Regions from separate parts of the Mus musculus genome. Here all the other regions are linked to region 1. Evidence: chromatin contacts called from public HiChIP or PLAC-seq data. All regions are on one chromosome and are shown on one strand. Each heading gives the region's core, a stretch centred on a gene start, on an enhancer-like site or on the middle of the called end of the contact. The rest is flanking DNA. Distances are from core to core; before and after follow the strand shown.

Region 1 (3,412 bases), core at 729-3,228:
AGGGTATAATAAGCGATAACAATAACAAAATGGAGTGCTTTGTACCTTAATAATCTCTTTCATCCACTCTTCCCTGGGGACTTTATAGACTAGCAACTGCTCTGGTTCCCACCTCTTACCTTTTATCTAAGGACCTGAGGCGCTTTCACAGTGCTCTGACGACGGAGGTATCATTAGCCCATTTTATATGCAGGTAAACAGAGGCACAGAAGTTAAGCAACTTACCCAAAGCCAAGCAAGCCAGCACTCCTGACTCAGAGACGATTAAGAGATAAATTTGTATTTATAAGTGTTACCCTTGTTCATTCAAGGTGTATTGCTTTCAAGTTAATACATATTCCTTACCTTGTCTTTTTCTCCTTTCTTCCACTTCCCAGACAGAAACCTATGATTGTTTGAAATCTTATTATCAGAAGTAGTCCTTGAATCAAGCACACCACAATCAGAGTCGACTCTTAAAACAGCTTTTAAAAACGAGGTACTGTATTTCATAGTAAAGAAAGCGACTGAATTCAGAGAATTTAAACATACATTAAAGATCCCTGTGGTAATTTACATATGCGTATCCAGGCTGAGCCTGTCCTCTTTCCAGCGCTGTGTTTAATCCTTCCAAGTGAGCATTCTCAGGTAACTAACTCAGGAATGTGAACCTATATAGCCAGGCTCCAGCTTGCCTCAGAAAACAAGCCCGAGAAACCAACACAGCACACCTAAGTTGGTACCAGCTAGGCTCGCAGTCAGCCTGGTTTTTTTGTTTTGTTTTTTTTTTTTAATCCTTCTTGGGTGGGGTGCGGGGAGAGGCCTTTTACCAAGCAACTTTCTAAGCCTTCTCCAAGTTAATCGTATGTCCAGCCCAACAGGCAGACCAAAGACCAGAATTGCTTCTGAGAAATGCAAGACTGTGAGTCACTATAGCCTGTGCCCATTGCTGTGGCGTGTTACCTGCTGCCTCCTTACCTACATTGTGTCACCTGAGCAAAACGACGATGAATCGTTCGGTCAGCCTATGTGCCTCCGGACTCTTACTGTTTGGGAAACACGGTTTCATAGCTCCTGAAAATGATGCACTCTGACATTGCACAGATGTGAGAGATAAGTCCCCTTAGCTCTGATCGCAGGTGAGGATGGACTGACTCATGCCTGGGCATAGAAAAGATGGAAAGTCAGAGACTCTCCAGCTTTAGGTCGATGGTGGGGAGATTTGCTGCTAAATCTGCCTATAAGCGGTGTAGAGACAGCGTGAAGACCGCATGGGTTGCCAACAAGATCTTGAAAGAATAAAAAACTCTTGATAATTCATCGATCATTTTAGCATCTCCTTTTAGCTAACTTTTTTTTTTTTTTTAAATCACGACACTCGCTGCTTTTGAAGGGGCTTGCTGGGTTTCTCAGTCTCCTACCTGCCACCCCCCTGGCGTCTAGAAAGAGGGAGGGAAGGGCGGCGAGGGAAAGGGACCATGTGGGTATTTCCCCACCCTGGCGAGCCAGGTCCTGAATCATCCCCTAGCTGGTAGCACTTTTCCTCCGGCAAGTCACAACTTTCCCTAGAATAATACGGTCTTGTACTTAAAAGGAAGAGTGGTGGGAGACCCGAGGGGCGGGGAAGAGGAGTGAGGAGAGAGAGGGGCGTGGATCGGCCGATCCCGCCCTAGAATCTGCGGAGCTGGAAGGCAGCCCGCAGTGAAGTTGCGAGCCTGGGTAGGAGGTGTCCGCTCTGAGTGCGATTCCCGGGAGGGAGGAGTCAGGGCGGCGGGAGGGGCGGGGCGCCGCGCACCTGAGCGCGGAGGGCGGGGCTTCGGCGGTACTTCTCCGCCCCCTTTCGGGCCGCAGGGACTCGGCCCTTTCCGCCCCGCTTCGGCCCCGCTCGGTTCCCGCCCCCCTCCGCCCCTCGCTCGCTCCCTCCCTCCAGCCAGGGACTGCCCCCAGCTCAGGCCGGCGAGTTTGCCGGGGCTGGTCGTGCGCGTCCCGGACGCTCCGGCTCACCTGGACAACCCTCATCCCCGCCACGCTCCTTGTCCCACCTAAAAACTTCTCGGAGGTAAGGGGCTCTTCCGGGCCACCCGCACGGGACTCGCGCACGGGTCTCCTCTCCGCTGGACACGTCCCCCCCGGTTCCAGCCGGCTGGTGGCTCTCCGCGTCCCGTCTCGGAATGGAGGCGTCTGCGGCGCGGAGCTCAGGCCCGCGCGAGCGGAATGGGAGTCCCGGGGAGCTGTGCACACAGGTGGCAGCGGCGCGGGTGTCCCGGTGCGGGGTCGGGGACCTGGGTGCGACGGGGAGGGCGGCGAGGGTGGGGCCCATCTCTTCCTCTCTCTTCCTTCCCCGGGGTCGGATTTCTCGGGGTGCACCGCAGAGGTACGTCCTGCGAACTTGGCGGCTGGGACGCGCGGCCACGCCGAGGGCGCGGCGATCGCTGTCTCGCGGCCACCCCGGGACCTGACGCCGCGCCCCCTCCCCCGCCCCGTGTGCTTCCTTGCAGAGCGTCGGTCCGGCAGCGCGCTCACCCCGCGCAGTCCCCAGCGCATTCTCGCTTCCCGGGCAGGCGGCGGCGCCGGCGGGAGACAGGAGTCGCGGCGTGAGGGGCGCCCCCGCCGGCCCCTCTGGGAACATGGCGACCGGCGGCTACCGGAGCGGCGGCAGCACCACCACGGACTTCCTGGAGGAGTGGAAGGCGAAGCGCGAGAAGATGCGCGCCAAGCAGAACCCCGCGGGCCCGGGGTCGAGCGGCGGGGATCCAGCCGCCAAGTCCCCCGCGGGATCGCTGACCCCGACCGCGGTCGCGGGAACCTCGGAGCTCAACCACGGCCCCGCGGGCGCGGCCGCACCTGCCGCCCCCGCGCCCGGCGCCCTGAACTGCGCTCACGGCTCGTCCACGCTGCCCCGCGCGGCTCCCGGCTCCCGGCGGGCGGAGGACGAGTGCCCTAGCGCCGCTGCGGCCTCGGGAGCGCCTGGGTCCCGGGGCGATGAGGAGGAGCCGGATAGCGCCCGGGAGAAGGGCCGCAGCTCGGGACCCAGCGCCAGGAAAGGCAAGGGGCAGATCGAGAAGAGGAAGCTGCGGGAGAAGCGCCGCTCCACCGGCGTGGTCAACATCCCCGCGGCGGAGGTGAGCCGGGCGGGGCGGGCCGGTGCGGGGCTCGGGGCCGCCTCCCGAGTCTTCCACCAGGGAGCTCCCTCGGTCCGGGGCCCGGAGTTCCCTTCCACTCTCTGCAGCGGGGATGGAGTTTTACTTGGAGTAAATGATTGCTGGGAAGTTACCCCGACCCAGAAAAGTTGGACACGTGCTCTTTTTTCCGCCCCTGGAACCGGATTATTGCTTTAGAATGATAGACAGTTGGTATTCCCCAGGATTTGGCAGCCTAGACTTCTGTCTGTCTGTCTGTCTGTCTGTCTGTCTCTGAGTCTGTGTGTGTGTGT
Region 2 (3,170 bases), core at 546-3,045, 160 kb after region 1:
TCCTTCTCCTCCATCTTTCTCCCTTTTTCTCTCCCTCCCCCTTTCCCCTCCATCTTCCACCCTCTTCCTGCCTCCCTTTCCTTCTCCCCGTCCTCCCACTCTCCATCTCCCTCTCTGTTCCCCCTTCCTCTTGTTTCCATTCTGGATTCTTTAAGCCAGCTTTAACTGGATTTTATTTTTCCATTTGTCATTCAAATCATTTTTACCAAGAGCATCTAGACAGGGCTACACTTGCCCCAGCCACAGGAAGTGGGAGAGACAGAGGGGTCAGTGGAAAAGGAAGCAAGTCTCCCGTTTCCTTATTCTCTGGAGAATGCTTCTTATCCTGCAGGAGACCTGGGAGATACAATCACATTTTGCACAGGAGAAAGGCTTGGCTGGCAGAAGGCTACTCTCTTTCGGTGAATGTGGGGACTAAGGAGATGAGCCCACATCTGTGTAGGTGAGGTATGAGGAAGTCAAGAGAGATGAAGCAGGTAATGTGTAGCTATGTCCAGATTGTAGACGTCATCAGCAGGCTCAGAGCAGCAGGTTTTTGTTTTTTGTTTTTGTTTTACTATTGGTTTTGTCCTATGGCATGTTCCAAATAATTATTACTTACTGGTTGTGCTTTGGAAATTTCTTTAGTACATGTAGTACCATGGTATTTTTCATTGTCATTTTCCTGATTTTGGTTCTTGTAAACACTTGGTTAACTGTTGACAGTGAATGGATGACTGTTGAATATCTAAGAATTTGTTTGGAACTTGTCAGTTGTTAAAAAAAAAAAAAATCAAAACATCCGGGTATAGGTACCAGAGATGTGCTTCAGGGAGATCAGGCCTACAATCATGGATGGAATCCGGAGAAATAAGGTCTTGGCGTGATGGAGCGAGGATGTAATTACTGTGTATCCACCTTGTCAGATGGAGTATTGTCAGGGAACACCCAGAGCATCTTAAGAAGGGATAAACTTCATGTAACGTGTTTACAGCTGGCCCAAGGTGTCTGTTCTCATTCATTTCACCCTGTGCTCTACAGTGTGCTTGGGCCTTAGCTTTTGAAGGTTGTTTTTTCCCAGAATCCCTTGCCAACTGGGAATGAGTTTCTGCCAATGGGCAGCACTGGCTGAGGTCGAGATAGGAGGGGAGGAGGCAGAATTCTTTCCTGGGTCCTAAAGCAGCCACTGATAACGGCCATCTGGCCTTCCCAGAGTCTCCCATGGAGGCCCTTTTTTGATACCTGCCCTACTCTGAACCAGCCTTTGAGGTAGTGTCAAGGAGCGCACAGACCACCTTATTCAAGGTTCTAGACCCTCGACAGGCCTGGCGCCATCAACATGAAATCTTCTTTCCTTTTACCTTAAAGATGGTACCTTGTAATCTCTGGGGTGCCTATCTGTTTGTTTTCTCAGGATTTCCCATATGATGGGTTGCCTGAATTAAATGTCTGTTTGAAACATCTGAAGTGGTTTTGTTTTCTGGCTAGTATTTTTTGAAGCGTCCTGTGTCTGCTTTAGACCCAGGAACCCTTTGGACAAGCATGGGTGGTTGTTTGTTGCAGTTGGTAATTTATTAAGAAATTTTTGTTCTATAGTTTCGGATCTAATTTTGAGAGTTTCTCATGAAACACAATCCTCTTCAGTGATAGCCAGCTGTACCCACCATGTTGATGGCGTCTTGTTTCTAACCTGGCCTTCCTTGAGTTTCTTTTCCCAATTTAAATTTAGAAGCTTTTGCTAACTGCTGCCTCGAAGCGCTCAGTAATTACATGCTCTTTCCCTAGGCTGTTTAAGCAATTCAGGCTTGGTCCCTCTCCTCATTTGGAGTGACTAATGGGGCTGGTTACAGGAAGTATGATGTAGCTGGCTATCAGAGACTTTTATCACGGTGGAATTTGTCAAACTACGTCAATTTGACAGAAGCCCATGCTCTGGTTTAGGTGACTCTTGCCAGATCCTTCAGGATTTGTTATCTTAGATTCTCTAGGAAACTTCCTGTGATCTCCCCCATCAAGGATCCTATTGGATGAATCCCCTGGCTGGAGCTTAGAGAAAAAGGGTTTTTACTGAGGAGAGCTTGTAGGAGCCACACCTGCAAATGGGTAAAGACAACTGGGTAGAGGGAGATGTTGAACTACAGAACGGTTGCAAAAGCTTTCTCCACCATCACCATTGGCTGTGGACTTCCTCAATCAGCTTCGGAAGGTGGACATATCCCTGGACCTTCGCTCCAGGCTGTGGAGCTGAGTTCCTGAATCAGCCTTGGAATGTGGTCACATTGCTGAACGGTTGCTCTGGGCCGTGGAGCTGAGATAGAGTTCCTGAATCAGCCATGTGGACTGCTCCTTGAACCTAGTTAGGGCAGCTGTCAGTAGCAGAAAGGGCATACTCTCAGCAGCCAACACCCAAGAAGCTGCAGGGTAGTCTGTCTGTACCAAGAGGAGACCAAGATAAACATACACAGTTATATACTGTCATTGGTCAAGTGAAAGTTCTTGGGTCAAAAGTGCTTACTTTTGTGTATTTGTGATAAGGCCAGAGGTCAATCTTGAGTAGCGTTCCTCTGGTCTGTCCACCCACCTTGGTTTTGGAGACAGACTCTTACTGGCCTTGGGCTAGCCAATTAGACTAGCTTTGCTGGCCAGAGAGCTCCAGGGACCTGTCTGCCTTTGTCTCCCCTTCTCTATAGGATTATAAAACCCTGCCACTAAAGCTGTTTTTTACATGGGTTCTGAGATGGAGCTAGGTTCTTATGCTTTTTGCTTTTCATTAACATTTTTATCCAAGTGGTGGTAGCCTATGCCTTTAATCCCAGCACTCAGGGGGTGGAGGCAGGCGGATCTCTCTGTGAGTTTGAGGCCAACATGATCTACAGAGTGAGTTCCAGGATAGCCAGGACAATGTATTGAAAAGCCAATATATTTGTGTATTTATTGATATGGTGTGTATGTGTGTGTGTGTATGTATATGTATGCATGTGTGTGTGTATGTGTATGCACTCATGTATAAGTCAGAGGGCACCTACATGGTGCTGGCTCTTTTCTTTACATGGGTTCTAGGGTTCTAGTCAGTCTTTATGGCAAGTTCCTTTTCCCATTGCTCTATCTTGTTGGCTCTATGCTTCCATGATGAGCACTTTATACGCTGAGCTAGCCACACAGCCTCCAGGGTGCTTCCTTCTGAGCATGCG
Region 3 (3,109 bases), core at 65-2,564, 200 kb after region 1:
CTTGCTGTTATGGGACAGCTGACTTCATTTTCCTCTTTAGTTAAACAAGGTTAAACTTTGATCATGTCCTTAGCTAGAGGTCACCTTGGTTTCTTTTTCGATTTGTTCTTCCTTAATAGTCTTGTGAATTACACATTGTAAATTGTTTCCATTGTTCTGAGAATTGACTGACCATAAATAGTTTCAAGGTATGTTAAATGTCTGACCATAGGCCCATAAGATGTACCTTTCCCAAGATCATAAAAATAACTGAAAAGTTCCATTTCTTTTTTTAAGTCACTAGCTTGTTTGCTATAAGAAGTTCTTTTTCTTTCTGGTTTGGGCCACTTCATTTTCCTGCCAAGGGAGAATATAAATCTGGCCCTGCCGTAAAAATAAAATTTTGCCTTGCAACATCTCCATGTTAGCACCATCACACATCAACATCAGAGAGACATCACTCGAACACAGATTCATGAAACAAGTAAAAGAGTATGATAATATTTATACATACTATATGTAATATATATGTATATAAAACATATATTCGATTTCTTTTCCATACACATAAGGAAGATGTATATGCATTTTTGTTTCTAATGTAGGCTGAGGTGTTTACAGTGAATTATAGTAGGCCCCACTAAAAATTTAGTAGGCCCCACTAAAAATTTAGTAGGCAAGAGCACAGAATATTCCCATAGGGTATATGTGTGTGTGTACAACATATATACATACATATGTATACATATACATAATTTCTGAAAGGACATACATGAGACAGTGTAGCAGTAATTATCTCTGATAATAGGGCTGGCTATGGATGTGGAAAGCCTTGGCAAGCCTGTTACTCCTTTTCTAAGAACACATATTATTGTTAGAAAGTAAAAGTGAATTTGAAATAAATAAGTGAATGATTGTATATAAATACAGAAACAAAGTGAAAAGCCTTTAGAGGGGGCAATTATCCTAGTCTGTTGGTACCCTAAATAAGAACCGGAAAAAAAAATGGCCCTGTAGTCATTGATGAGGCCAGATGTTTGCCTATGTGGCCCACCACTGTGTCCTTGCTAGGGGACACAGTACTTAACTTTGTGGATTCTGAAGTTTATGCCTTTGGGATGGCAGGGACAACCTTCTTTCAGAAGTCTCTATGATTCGTGAAGTCCCCAGGGCTCTCTGCCTCCTTTCCATTCTTCCATACTGGATAGCTTACCTTTGCTGTGGCTCTGCCCTGTGTCTACGCTTGTGTCTTGCATTCCTTTCATGGTTAGCTAACATTCTACCTGGCCTTATCTCAGCACTCCCTCTGTTACCCTGGAGATCTGCTGATAGGCATGATGTTTTAATCTCCTAAGGGGAGATTATGGGTGTAGGACTTCCTCCGCACTAAAGGAGGAGGAGGAGGGACAATTGCTAGATCCCGACATTCCAGAGAAACAGCAGGACTCTCCTGGGAGATCCAGGCTTCAAGACAAAGCCCCAACTTTAAATAGTGAGACAAATAAGGATCCATGTGCATTCTCACCCTGCCAGTGTTCACACGTGTGTGCACACCCCCTTCACATACACACACGTGTACACACACACACACACACACACATACACACACACACACACACACACACACACACACACACACACACTCACACACACACACACTCTCTCCCTTCCATCTGCTGCCTCGTCCTCATACACAGTTGTACTCCTCCTGCTCTAAATTACTTGTGTCCCTGGCATGCTCAGCCATTCTCCTACCACAACTATTTGTACCAACCGTGGCTCAAGATGCAATTAGCCACATTCGGTTTCTCCCTCCTTTGCATGTTGATTTAATGGTGTTTGACTCCAAGTAGCTTCTCCCATAGAGAAGTAAAGTAGATTCCAGCAGGACATTTGGAGGTGGGGCAGATGCCATAGATGTCTCAGAAACCTATGGGATTATTCTGTGCTCTTGCCTACTAAATTTTCAGTGGGGCCTACTATGACTCAGTGTAAACATCCCAGCCTACGTTAGAAACAAACAAAAAAAAATGCATATTTGCTTTATTATGTATATGGAAAAAGAATTATTTGATTTACAGAGAAACAGGTCAGTGTGCGTCAATATTTTAACTTTTGTATTTTCAAGTACGAGATGATGTTTCTTTTGCTTTTCCTAGTTTTGTATGTGTGCCAGGTTTTTTTTTTTTTTTTTTCTTTTTTTCTGCCATTACCTACATTTTTGCCCTTATTGTCTAACTGGGACTTATCTTAAAGTACTCAAACTATCTATCTCGATTACATCTCGATTTACTACTTAGCTCTTGGGTTCAAGAAATGAATCAAAGAAGCTGCAAAGAAATAGCGCCTGCAGAATATTTTATTTAGAAGCAGGGAAATAGATGAGTCTCATTTACAGAGCGCGTGAGCCGAGGTACTTGAAATTCTTTACCTAGCAAGCGTTGGGAGACGATACTTGACTGGCATGTTGTGATCTGGCTACTTCATGTACGTCACCTTGGTTTCAAATGTAGTGAAACATGACACATCCCCAGATAGTTAAAGGCACAGAGTTGTTTTCAGCTCTTATACATCGGAGGGGAAATATCCTATTAGGCGTGAAAGGCAGTTGAGCTGACAGAGCTGCTGGTTTACTCATTAAGTGAATTAAAGTCAGGCCTATTGGAATATTTTTTACCTGCTCTTCTGATGAAATGAGAATTTGACAGTCGTCTCCAGGGAGCTAACTGCGGTGGGAGAACCTCTATAAATCATGCACAAACCAGTGTCCTTCAAGCTCAGCAGCATATGCCAAGATTGTGGTGGCTTCATAGACAATGGAGTAAAAGGTAGAGTGGTTCTTTATGCAGTGGCCAAGTGGCACACTTCTTGGCTGCCTCCTGAAGGCAAGGGATGCCTCTCTTTTATGCTGCCATTCATGTGTTCACATTCGCAGCTTATCTAGAGAACCAGAGATGTGTCTCTTTCAGGCTTGAGCTAATATTTCCAAGTTTGAGCCTCTGTACACTCTTTCTCTCTTATTACATCTTTTTATAACAACAAAAGCGGTTAAATGCAAAGGTGGGGGGGATGCTTGACACCAACCGTGATCAAAGACATACGGGAAATGAGATTCGGACTTTGGTCTACC

Evidence for each region. HiChIP or PLAC-seq counts read pairs in DNA pulled down with a chosen protein or histone mark.
Region 2: an H3K27ac HiChIP or PLAC-seq map of trophoblast stem cells shows a contact between it and region 1, with 14 read pairs. The contact joins the enhancer-like site here to the promoter of Pawr in region 1. A contact is called at or near these places in 6 of 115 datasets of contacts at active chromatin or transcription factors (cardiomyocytes, embryonic stem cells, pancreatic cancer cells and 2 more) and 1 of 9 other capture datasets (adipose tissue).
Region 3: a contact with region 1 is called in an H3K27ac HiChIP or PLAC-seq map of epiblast stem cells. The contact joins the enhancer-like site here to the promoter of Pawr in region 1. A contact is called at or near these places in 3 of 39 promoter capture datasets (the 3T3-L1 cell line and liver), 8 of 484 Hi-C or Micro-C datasets (the HL-1 cell line, the N1E-115 cell line, Sertoli cells and 3 more), 12 of 115 datasets of contacts at active chromatin or transcription factors (cardiomyocytes, differentiating embryonic stem cells, embryonic stem cells and 6 more) and 1 of 9 other capture datasets (pancreatic islet).

What each region holds. Positions count from the first base shown.
Region 1 is chr10:108,330,211-108,333,622 of GRCm38.p6, forward strand. Pawr (PRKC, apoptosis, WT1, regulator) reads left to right here and starts at 1,979. Exons shown (of 7, transcript NM_054056.2): 1 at 1,979-2,038; 2 at 2,478-3,101. The coding sequence starts at 2,607. It overlaps Gm40755, which reads right to left and starts at 2,793. Exons shown (of 2, transcript XM_017314170.2): 1 at 1-2,793. The coding sequence starts at 2,523. The coding sequence ends at 1,567.
Region 2 is chr10:108,493,991-108,497,160 of GRCm38.p6, forward strand. All of the region lies in intron 1 of Gm36601 (a long non-coding RNA gene), which reads left to right. Among named protein-coding and RNA genes, the nearest start is that of Gm36601, 40 kb to the left of the region's middle. Within about 2 kb of position 1,796, at least 9 of the 459 cell types and tissues checked have an H3K27ac peak or open chromatin away from gene starts, as enhancers often do. A contact at or near this core is called in trophoblast stem cells, where this site is marked.
Region 3 is chr10:108,530,012-108,533,120 of GRCm38.p6, forward strand. All of the region lies in intron 9 of Syt1 (synaptotagmin I), which reads right to left. Among named protein-coding and RNA genes, the nearest start is that of Gm36601, 76 kb to the left of the region's middle. Within about 2 kb of position 1,315, at least 48 of the 459 cell types and tissues checked have an H3K27ac peak or open chromatin away from gene starts, as enhancers often do. A contact at or near this core is called in the HL-1 cell line, epiblast stem cells, extraembryonic endoderm stem cells and 3 more, where this site is marked.